2 separate regions of the Zea mays genome follow, and region 2 is linked to region 1. A link is a contact called in public Hi-C data. All regions are on one chromosome and are shown on one strand. Each heading gives the region's core, a stretch centred on a gene start, on an enhancer-like site or on the middle of the called end of the contact. The rest is flanking DNA. Distances are from core to core; before and after follow the strand shown.

What was found. A called contact is a pair of places that touch in the nucleus more often than the background predicts.
Region 2: a Hi-C map of bundle sheath shows a contact between it and region 1, with 2.5 times the contacts expected there. The contact joins the promoter of LOC100284736 here to the enhancer-like site in region 1. A contact is called at or near these places in 2 of 25 Hi-C or Micro-C datasets (bundle sheath and endosperm).

What each region holds. Positions count from the first base shown.
Region 1 is chr8:54,179,471-54,184,415 of Zm-B73-REFERENCE-NAM-5.0, reverse strand. No RefSeq gene overlaps it. Among protein-coding and RNA genes, the nearest start is that of LOC100284736, 110 kb to the left of the region's middle. Within about 2 kb of position 3,080, at least 17 of the 20 cell types and tissues checked have an H3K27ac peak or open chromatin away from gene starts, as enhancers often do. A contact at or near this core is called in bundle sheath, where this site is marked.
Region 2 is chr8:54,294,025-54,298,969 of Zm-B73-REFERENCE-NAM-5.0, reverse strand. It overlaps LOC100284736 (xyloglucan endotransglucosylase/hydrolase protein 23), which reads right to left and starts at 2,657. Exons shown (of 2, transcript NM_001157631.2): 1 at 2,286-2,657; 2 at 1,417-2,283. The coding sequence starts at 2,533. The coding sequence ends at 1,650.

The sequences.
Region 1 (4,945 bases), core at 1,831-4,330:
ACCTCGACCTCGGACGATGGTCTCCGCCTCGCCCGACCCTAGGGCTCGGACTCAACCTCGACACCGGAAGACGGTCTCCGCCTCGCTCAACCCCAGGGCTCGGACTCCACCTCGACCTCGGAAGACGGTCTCCGCCTCGCCCGACCCTAGGGCTCAGACTCAACCTCGTCTCCGGAAGACGGTCTCCGCCTCGCCCGACCCCAAGGCTCGGACTCAACCTCGACATTGGAAGACGGTCTCCGCCTCGCCCGACCCTAGGGCTTGGACTCAGCCTCGACCTCGGAGGAGTCACTGCCTCGCCCGACCTCGGGCTCAGACCGACCACGTCATAGGGGGGCCATCATTACCCTACCCCTAGCTAGCTCAGGCTACGGGGAACAAGACCGATGTCCCATCTGGCTCGTCCCGGTAAAACAAGTAATGATGGCACCCCGCGTGCTCCGTGACGACGGCGGTACTCAACCCCCTACGGAAGCAAGGAGACGTCAGCAAGGACCCGACAGCTGTGCTCCTACAGGGCTCAAGCGCTCCTCCGACGGCCACGACATCACATGAACAGGGCGCCAAAACCTCTCCGACAGCCACGTCGACCTGTACATAGGACTTTGGGTTCCCTCTGCTAGACACGTTAGCACATTGCTACACCCCCCATTGTACACCTGGGCCTTCTCCTTACAACTATAAAAGGAAGGTCCAGGGCCCTCGTATGAGAGGGTGGCCACGCGGGAGAACGGGCTGACGCACGAGGCTCTCGCTCTCTCTCTCTCTCCCTCGCGAACGCTTGTAACTCCCTACTGCAAGCGCATCCGCCCTGGGCGCAGGACAACACGAGGCCACGGTTTCCCCTTGCTGTTTTCCCCTTGTGATCCATCTCGCACCAACCCATCTGGGCTGGGACACGCAGCGACAATTTACTCGTCGGTCCAGGGACCCCCCCCCCGGGGTCAAAACGCCGTCATCATGCTACCCAGTTGCCAAGGGGTCTAGAAGTCCCATTCATCTCTACCGAGGAGACAAGGCAGGGTAACACTACGAGGCCTTCACAAAGTTCCACTAGCTTCATAAAACCCGCTACGGTTTCTGAGGAGAGCGATCGCAACACAATCAACCCGAGAACCTCCCTACACCAACAACTCCCCTACCGCCCTAGCCCCTTTCGGGTAAGGTAGACCTCCACCAACTTTCCTAATTAGTCAGCCAAGGCGTCCCATTCCACCCTTGTGGTGGCACGTTTATCTCAAGTTAAGCTATATGTTCCAATTAACACAATAGTCTTATCATGAATAGAATAAAACAACAATAATAAAGCATGATCATAAATAATAATTATCTTAATACCCAAAACCACATATAGTAATAGCAAATAGTACCCAAAAAGTTCAGTGGTAAACAAGGTATAAAGATGACCAAACTAGGGTGACCTATTGGATCCCATCAAAATTAAGCCTAAGCATGCCAAATTGATTATAGAGAACATTATTGGGTAAATAAAAGTGGTCAAGGGCACAACTTGCCTTCAATGAGCTCTTGCTCAGTATTTTCCACCTGTTGAGTACCGGGCTCCTCAATTGCTTGCTCGTCTACTCGCAACAATACAAACAGACATGGCGAGGAGAAATTAACATCACACCAAACATCAGAACATGATGCATGATAATATTCTACGCATCATAATGAGATCCTAGGTTCAAGAACCACTAAATTCGGAGTTACGGTTTAAGAGTTATGATTTTCTGAATATTTAGGTGCTAAATATAAAACAAAATGAGTGCTTGATTTAATCTCTATGTTACATGGTAAAATAAGGTTACTAACTGATAGACAATATTAATATGAGTCTAATGCAACTGGAATGGATCAATTTGGCGCTAAATTAAAGAAGTTATGAATTTCCTAAAGTTGGTGAATAAATTTTATGCTAAAAATCAATTTCTTTAATTTATTTATTGCTTCCTCAAAGCATTGGGTGGCGGGCACTATTCCTAGAAAATCCAGGTGTTGGTTTATAAGAACTAAGACTTCTTGGTAATGATTCTAAGACAACCGTGGATGGCGGGTTAGTTTGTATCTTCCCCGAGGGCTCATACGCAAAACTCTCACGGCCCAAGGCATCCCCTAATCACAGCCATCCGATCACCCACCAATGACTCAGATTAGATAGAATCCCAAACGAACCGATACACAAAACTGACCGTCGGATCCGAGATCTAAGATGGGGCTTTTAAGTAACAGAAACCGCTCCTGGACCGACCGATCGGAGATCGACAGCAACGATTTAAAACACTAGCGACCCATTATTGGCCGAGGATCACCAGATCAATGGCCATGTCTCGGGCGAAAGAAAGGGTAAGGCTACGCTAATCTTAGCCGTAAATAAAGGATCCACGGTACCTGGCTCACCCCTCACCTCCACCCGATCGGACGATGAGAACATGGCCCCGCGGCGGCGCTACCACTGGCGCACGGCATGCCCGGCACACGGCGCACGATTCTAATTTATTCTAAGCGCTAATTGAAGCCTAGACAATATCGGATCCGAGAAGGAGGTCCTCACCCGTGATTGAAGCGAAGTCGAGTTGCCCAACGGCGCGAGGCGGCTCCACGACGATGAACAACTCCGGCGAGAAATTGTTGTTTATCTAGGCCCTCCCACGGTGAGGGGCTCCAACGCGCTTCTTCCCCCGCTCCCTACGCTCCCTCTTTGGTCTGGTTCGCAGGGTCAAATCGGCGGTCGGATGGAATTTCTCTCACGGCGGCGCTCTGCTCTCCTTTCCTCTTTTTTTGGCGCGCACAACCGGGAACAACGATCCTACGCAGGTGCCTGGGTCACGGTCTTAAAGGACGGGTCATCGAGCCACCAGCTGGTGGAGCGGTTAGTTGAAACTGCCATCGAGATTCCTGGGATTGGATCAGGCTGAGCTTCGCCGCGCGCAAGGTTTCCGTCGGGATTACACCGTGCAGTGACTGGCAGCAGGGGCCCGAAGATCAGCGTTGGCGCGAGAACGCGAGTGGCTACAGTAGGGCCCACCGGTCGGAATCAGAGGCGATGAGGCGCACGCGATATGGTCACTGGCAAGTGGTGCTGGCACCCCGGTGAGGGAATCTGCCCAGTGGTGCGCGCGACAGCCGCGGACAGGCATGGCCCGCCTGTCGGCGCGACACACAGCCCAGTTGGGCCGAGTTGCTGAAAAGCGATGGTGGGCCAAATTCAGGATGTTGGCCCAGCCGGGGTTTTCTTTTGTTTTTCTTATTTTAGTATGAATGTCTTTCTCCATTTCAAATTCTAGTCTTTGAATTTCAAATTTGTTTGTAAGTCTCATACCTAGATTAAATGCACAAATAGAAATACTAGCACGAGGAATCATTTTTCCTATACCACACATTTTTCTTTATAGTTTATTGTTTTTTTCCTTTTTCTCTTCTCTTCTTTTCTATTTCATTCTCAAATTCTCGATTTCAATTTAGATTAAACTCAAATTTCAACATTAGTATATTTTTATTTTTATTATTTTTATTATTAAGTGCACAAACAAATAACCTCCAGATTATTTATGTTTCATTAGTTAATTTATTCACTTTAAATATGATTATGCATATGTTCTAATGAATAGAGGGCAATACATATAAGGAGATTAAGTCTTCTCTTTTACTATCTACAAGTTGGGTATTACAAATCCTATCCCCCTTAAAAATAATCTCGACCTCGAGATTACTACATGCTAGGAAAGAGGTGGGGAAACTCTACTTGTAATTCTTCTTCCCTCTCCCAAGTAGCTTCATCTACCCCATGATGACTCCATTGCACTTTGCACATTTTGATCACTTTGTTTCGCATAACCCGATTCAAGGTGTCAATGATCTTCATAGGATGCTCAGTGTAGGTTAGATCACCCTGCACACTAATTTCTTCCATAGGCAAATGTTCCTCTGGAACCCGGAGACACTTCTTAAGTTGAGATATGTGAAACACATCATGGACATCAGATAGATGGTCTGGTAGCTCAAGCTGGTAGGCCATCTCTCCAACTCGCTTAAGGATTTTGAAGGGTCCAATAAAGCGAGGGGATAGCTTACCTTTAACTTTAAATCTCCTCATACCACAAATTGGTGACACCTTTAGGTATACGTGATCACCCTCTTCGAATTCCAGTGGTCTTCTTCGATTATCAGCATAACTCTTCTGTCAGGTTTGTGCTATCCTCAATTTCTCCCTGATCATCCGAACTTGTTCCTCTACGTCTTGAATAATTTCTGGCCCGAAGAACTGCCTCTCACCAGTCTGATCCCAATACAGAGGGGTTCTACACTTTTTGCCATATAAAGCTTCAATGGAGACATCTACAGACTGGCCTGATAACTATTATTGTAAGAGAACTCTGCATATGGCAGACTCTTGTCCTAACTACCTCCACGCTTAAGGGCACAAGCTCTTAACATATCCTCAAGCACTTGGTTGGTTCTCTCAGTCTAGCCATCAGTTTGGGGATGATAAGCCGAGATGAAATTCAACTTTGTATCCATGTTCTCATGGAGACTCTTCCAAAACCTTGAGGTAAACTGAGATCCTCGATCAGAAACAATCTTCTTAGGTACCCCATGTAAGCACACAATTCAAGACATATATAACTCTGCCAACTGGGAACCCTTGTAAGTACTCTTGACCGGGATAATGTGAGCCACTTTGGTTAATCTATCCACGATCACCCATATGGAATCATAACCTTTCGGGGTGCGAGGCAACCTGACAATGAAGTCCATACCAATTTCTTCCCACTTCCTTTCGGGCACCTTTAACGGGTGTAGCAGTCCAGCTGGCCTCTGATGTTCAGCTTTGACTCTAACATACATCACATACAGCCACTTGTGCAGCTACATCTCTTTTCAGCCCATACCGCCAGTACTTCTGCTTTAGATCTTGATACATCTTGGTACTACCAGGATGAAT
Region 2 (4,945 bases), core at 1,408-3,907, 110 kb before region 1:
ACAAGTTCCATAGGGGCGTCATCATCCTTTTCCTTCATAGACGTTCTTCTCAAGCTTCTGGATTCTTCTCATTCACCTTTGCCCTCATGCGAAGCCGAAGTTCTCTCTTTCGTCTGTGTACACACGCTATGCTAGTCCATTACATCCGAAGCTTACTATCTTCGTTTTTTGGTTGTGTACTGTTTACGACAAAGGCAGATTCATGTTATTTTAGAGTACCTGAAACCACGGTCCACTTTCTCGGTCGGTAAATACCGAAATCCGGTGAAATTTCTTGTTCTTGGTGCCAAGCGAGATACAAAAACCAGTTCGGTTTTTCGGTGTATTCCGATTTCAAATTTGAAATTATAAAAGTGAAACGTTGGTCAACAAAACGGTTTTTGAAAATTACGAAACAAAATTATAATCCTTACCCGAAACACATTTGAAAATGACTGGTAGCGGAATATTTTGAGGTTCTTCGGCAAAGACATTTCTCCATCATTGCTCATAAATGAGATGGTAAACCTTGCCCCACTACTTTTGCTTATTTTGTGCAAGCACAACGTGACTTAAAGTCAAGCGGTAGCTTATAATATGTACTTTTTGAGTGATCAGATATCTAATTTCTATCTTTTCTTTAAAAAATATTGCATCCATTTTTACTTACTTTTTTTCTAAATTAATCTGAATCTTAGCTCTATATGTTTATAACTATAAAAATTATTATCTAAAAATATACTATATCTCAGACATCTGAAATATAGCGATGCAAGTAGGGATAGTGTCGGTCCTCATCTGTCGCGATCCTAGTCTGCCTTGATATAAGGCTATCTTCACCGGTTGCCTCTTCCATTCTCTCTGCCCTTGCATAGCAGCTACAGTAGCACTCTATATTACCTGCAACCGTACCCACTTTGGTTTCCCCCATCCAGATGAAACTCTCTCTCTCTCTCGCCCCACGTCCAGCACCACGCTATGTCCTCCATGCAGGCCCCACGCGGGATGCTGTTGCCGCCATGCTCCTCCATGCAGGTCCTCCGGGAGATGCTGTTGTCTGTGCGCCTGCTTTTGTTAGGGATGCTGAGAACAAAATGATATTAAATTTTGGTGATGGGTATAAGGTTTGATTCAGAGAGAACTAGAATAGAGATATAGAGAAAGAAAGATTATTTACGTGGCAGGTGAAAAGAATATAGAGGAGAAAATATAAATGGACCGTACCTACATCCGTCAGAATCAGGACAGGCTTTCATCGGGTTCCGGTCCCTCTCACGCGTCACGCAAGGGTCCAGTTTACAGGTTGTTGTCTGTCTCTGGCTCTCAATGACTCCATATGTCCAAGACTCCAGCTAGGATGCCCCCGCACACTGATGAGTGATGACAGAACCCGTATGTGCGATGCATGCATGGCCGAAAAAGATTACTTATTCTTGCTAGCCCAAACTCAGTACTTGTACATCCGGTGCTGCTGAAACAACAAATCAAAGAATGCGACACGACTGGAGCTACATTTACATGACACCATTCTTTCATCGCCCACTGCAAAATAAGTAGCTACTACTAAGACCGTCGACGACGATCGAATCGATGCCTGGTTTCTACTTTCCACGACTAGGGATCGTGCTTGGTTTTGATGCCCCACGGACGTCCCAACAAACCTCGCTCCCTCACCGGAGCTTGCACTCGGCGGGCACGCCCTGCGGGAAGCGCTTGGCGTCGGCGCAGTAGTTGTAGATCATGAACTTGCGCTGCACCCAGCGCATGCGGCGGTAGCTCATGTCGCTGAGCTGCTGGTTCCACCAGCCGCGGCCGGAGCCGGCACCCGCGACGGCGGCGGCCTCCATGGTGCCCTCAGGGCAGCGCTGCCTGCCGCCGTCCCAGACGCAGGCGTCGGCGCTGAAACCGCGGAAGGAGGCGACGAAGGGGGCCTTGGACCAGTCCGCCTTGACGCGCCCGCCCTGCGTGGCCCAGTCGTCGGCGTTCCACAGGCTGGCGTACAGCCTCATGGGCTGCGTCCTCGGGAACGCCACCCCGCGCGCCTCGTGGTTCTTGAAGTCCCGCACCGGGGTGCCGTCCACCGCGAAGATCACGTGCTGCGGGTTCCACAGGATGGAGTAGGTGTGGAAGGCAGTGGTAGGGTCGAACCAGAGGCGGAACTGCTGCTCCCGCTGGCCCTGTCCGCGCGTGAACACGTTGGTGTGCAGCGTGTAGGGCTCCCCGCTCACGTTGCCCAGGAACTCGAAGTCGATCTCGTCGTGCGCGTCGCCCTGGGACGACAGGTAGAAGGTGGTGACCGTGCCACGGAGTTGCCTGGCACCAGCTTGATCTGCATGTCGATCTTGCCGAACAGGTACTCGCTCTTGGACTGGAACCCGGAGCCGGACGTGCGGTCCAGCGTCAGGTCCAGCCCGCGCCCGCCGTCCACTACCTTGCCGCGGCCATCGCCCCAGGTCATCTCTGTGTCCTGGTAGAAGTTGCCGCCCTGCGCGGTGCCCGCCAGCTCCAGCCAGGCCACGACCGCCGACAGAAAGACAGGAGCAAACGACCTCATCGTCGCTTCCGATCCTCCCTTCTCAGCGGCGGATTGCAGGCAGCTCTATACCCGCCCTCTAGTAGAGCAACTAGCTAGTGACAGTGTCGAGCGAGCGTTGCTGTGTGTGTTGGATATGGAACTTGGATAGTAGATTGGTGTGGGGGTGGTATTTATACTGGAGGTCAGGAGCGCCCGGGGCCAGTTGCTTAGCCGTGGCAGGCAGCCGCGGCCGGGCACGGACAGCTGGTGGTGAACCAACGGGCGAGTGCCGGCCGGGCTGGCGCGTCCCCGGCGCGGAGGAGTAAATGTGGGAGCGGGTAGATTTGGGAGATGGCATGGCACGGTTGGCCGCGCACTGGATCCAGTCGAGCGAGCCTGGCCCTGGACCTGTCCGCCGCGTAGGTACACGCCGTGTGGGGGCCGGGCCCGTCCATCATCCATTCATCTGCGATCCGGCGGCATCATCCGCGAAAGGGGTGCGGAAAGTGCGTGGCGTGCAGCCTTTTGCGCGGCTCCTTTGGTCTTGCCGCGTCCGGTCGCCGTGTGGGTCACTTTACAGCGAGGCCACGGCTGGTGGTTGCACTGGCCAGTGGGCAGGCGGCTTGCTTGCCCCGCTCGTGCCGCCTGTGCGGCTGTGCCGCATTGCGCCGTTGCCCTTCCGCACACATGCCTGCTTCGTCCTGCACGCGTGGATGCAATGCGGCGGAACTAGAACTGCAAAAGGGTGAGGAGTTGTTTAGAAGCAAAATACTTTTAGAGTTTTAAGGTAAAATCACGGTATTAAGGTCTTGTTGTCATACCTCCGGCTCTAAAAAATTTAATGGAATTGGTAAAGCAAGTCATTAGATGCTCCAGAAAATTATGAAGCTAGAATTGTAAGTCTTTATAAGAAACGTTTATTATTTAGACTAAAAATATTTTTTAAAACTATTTAAATTGATATTATAAACTACAGCTCCACGCTAGAGTTGTTTGGTGTGTTTGACTATATTGTAAAAATTTGTGTTTTGAATTCCAAAGTTTTGTAGATAGCATGGACTTTTTGGAGTATTTTAAACTCCACTCCAACCCAGAGTTTTTGGTCGATGACTAGCCTTGCACATGTATACTAAATAACATAGTTTGAGATACTTTCTCTCCAAACACGTATTGCTAAAAGTGACGTAAAAAATACTACGACTATGACATGACATCTTAAAACCCGTAATATTTTAAAACCATGGTTTTGAAATATTTTGCTTTCGAACACTCCCTGATTGTTGAGGCTTCGTTTAACAGTTTTTGGACCTTTTGTGAAAAAATCGTGTCGGGGACCATAATTAGGGGTACCCTCAAGACTCCTAATTCTCAGCTGGTAACCCCCATCAGCATTAAGCTGCTAAGGCCTGATGGGTGCGATTAAGTCAGGGATCGGTCCATTCGAGCGACTCGATCACGCCTCGCCCGAGCCTAGCCTCGGACAAGGGCAGCCGACCCCGGATGGTTTCCGTCTCGCCCGAGGCCCCCCTCCAACGGCAGACACATCTCCGGCTCGCCCGAGGCCCTGCCTTCGCTAAGAAGCAACCCTGACTAAATCGCCGCACCAACCGACCAAATCGCAGGAGCATTTAATGCAAAGGTGACCTGACACCTTATCCTGACGCGCGCCCTCCGGCAGAGCCGAAGTGACCGCCGTCACTTCTCCGCTCCACTGACCGGTCTAACAGAAGGACAGCGCCGCCCGCGCCACTCCGACTACAGCGCCACTTGACAGAGTGAGACTGACAGGCAGTCAGGTCCTGCCAAAGGCGCCATAGGAAGCTCCGCCCGACCCAGGGCTCGGACTCGGGCTAAGTCCCGGAAGACGGCGAACTCCGCTCCGCCCGACCCAGGGCTCGGACTCGGGCTAAGTCCCGGAAGACGGCGAACTCCGCTCCGCCCGACCCAGGGCTCGGACTCGGGCTAAGTCCCGGAAGACGGCGAACTCCGCTCCGCCCGACCCAGGGCTCGGCCCCGGAAGACGACGAACTCCGCTTCGCCCGACCCCAGGGCTCAGACTCCGCCCTGGCCTCCGCCGAACGACCTCCGCCTCGCCCGACCTAGAGGCTCGGCCTCGGCCACGGAAGACAGACTCGACCTCGGCTTCGGAGGAGCCTCCACGTCGCCCAACCTAGGGCGCAGGCCAGCCACGTCAACAGGAAGCACCATCATCATCCTACCCCGAGCCGCCTCGGGCCGTAGGGAACAAGACCGGTGTCCCATCTGGCTAGCTCCGCCAGATAGGCAATAATGGCGCCCCCGCACGCTCTGTGACGATGGCGGCTCCCAGCTCTCTTACGGAAGCAGGTAGACGTCAGCAAGGACTCGACCGCTCCAACAGCTGTCCCTCCGCCAAGCACCGTCGCTCCTCCGACCGCCACGACATCACACCAGCAGGGTGCCAAGATCTCT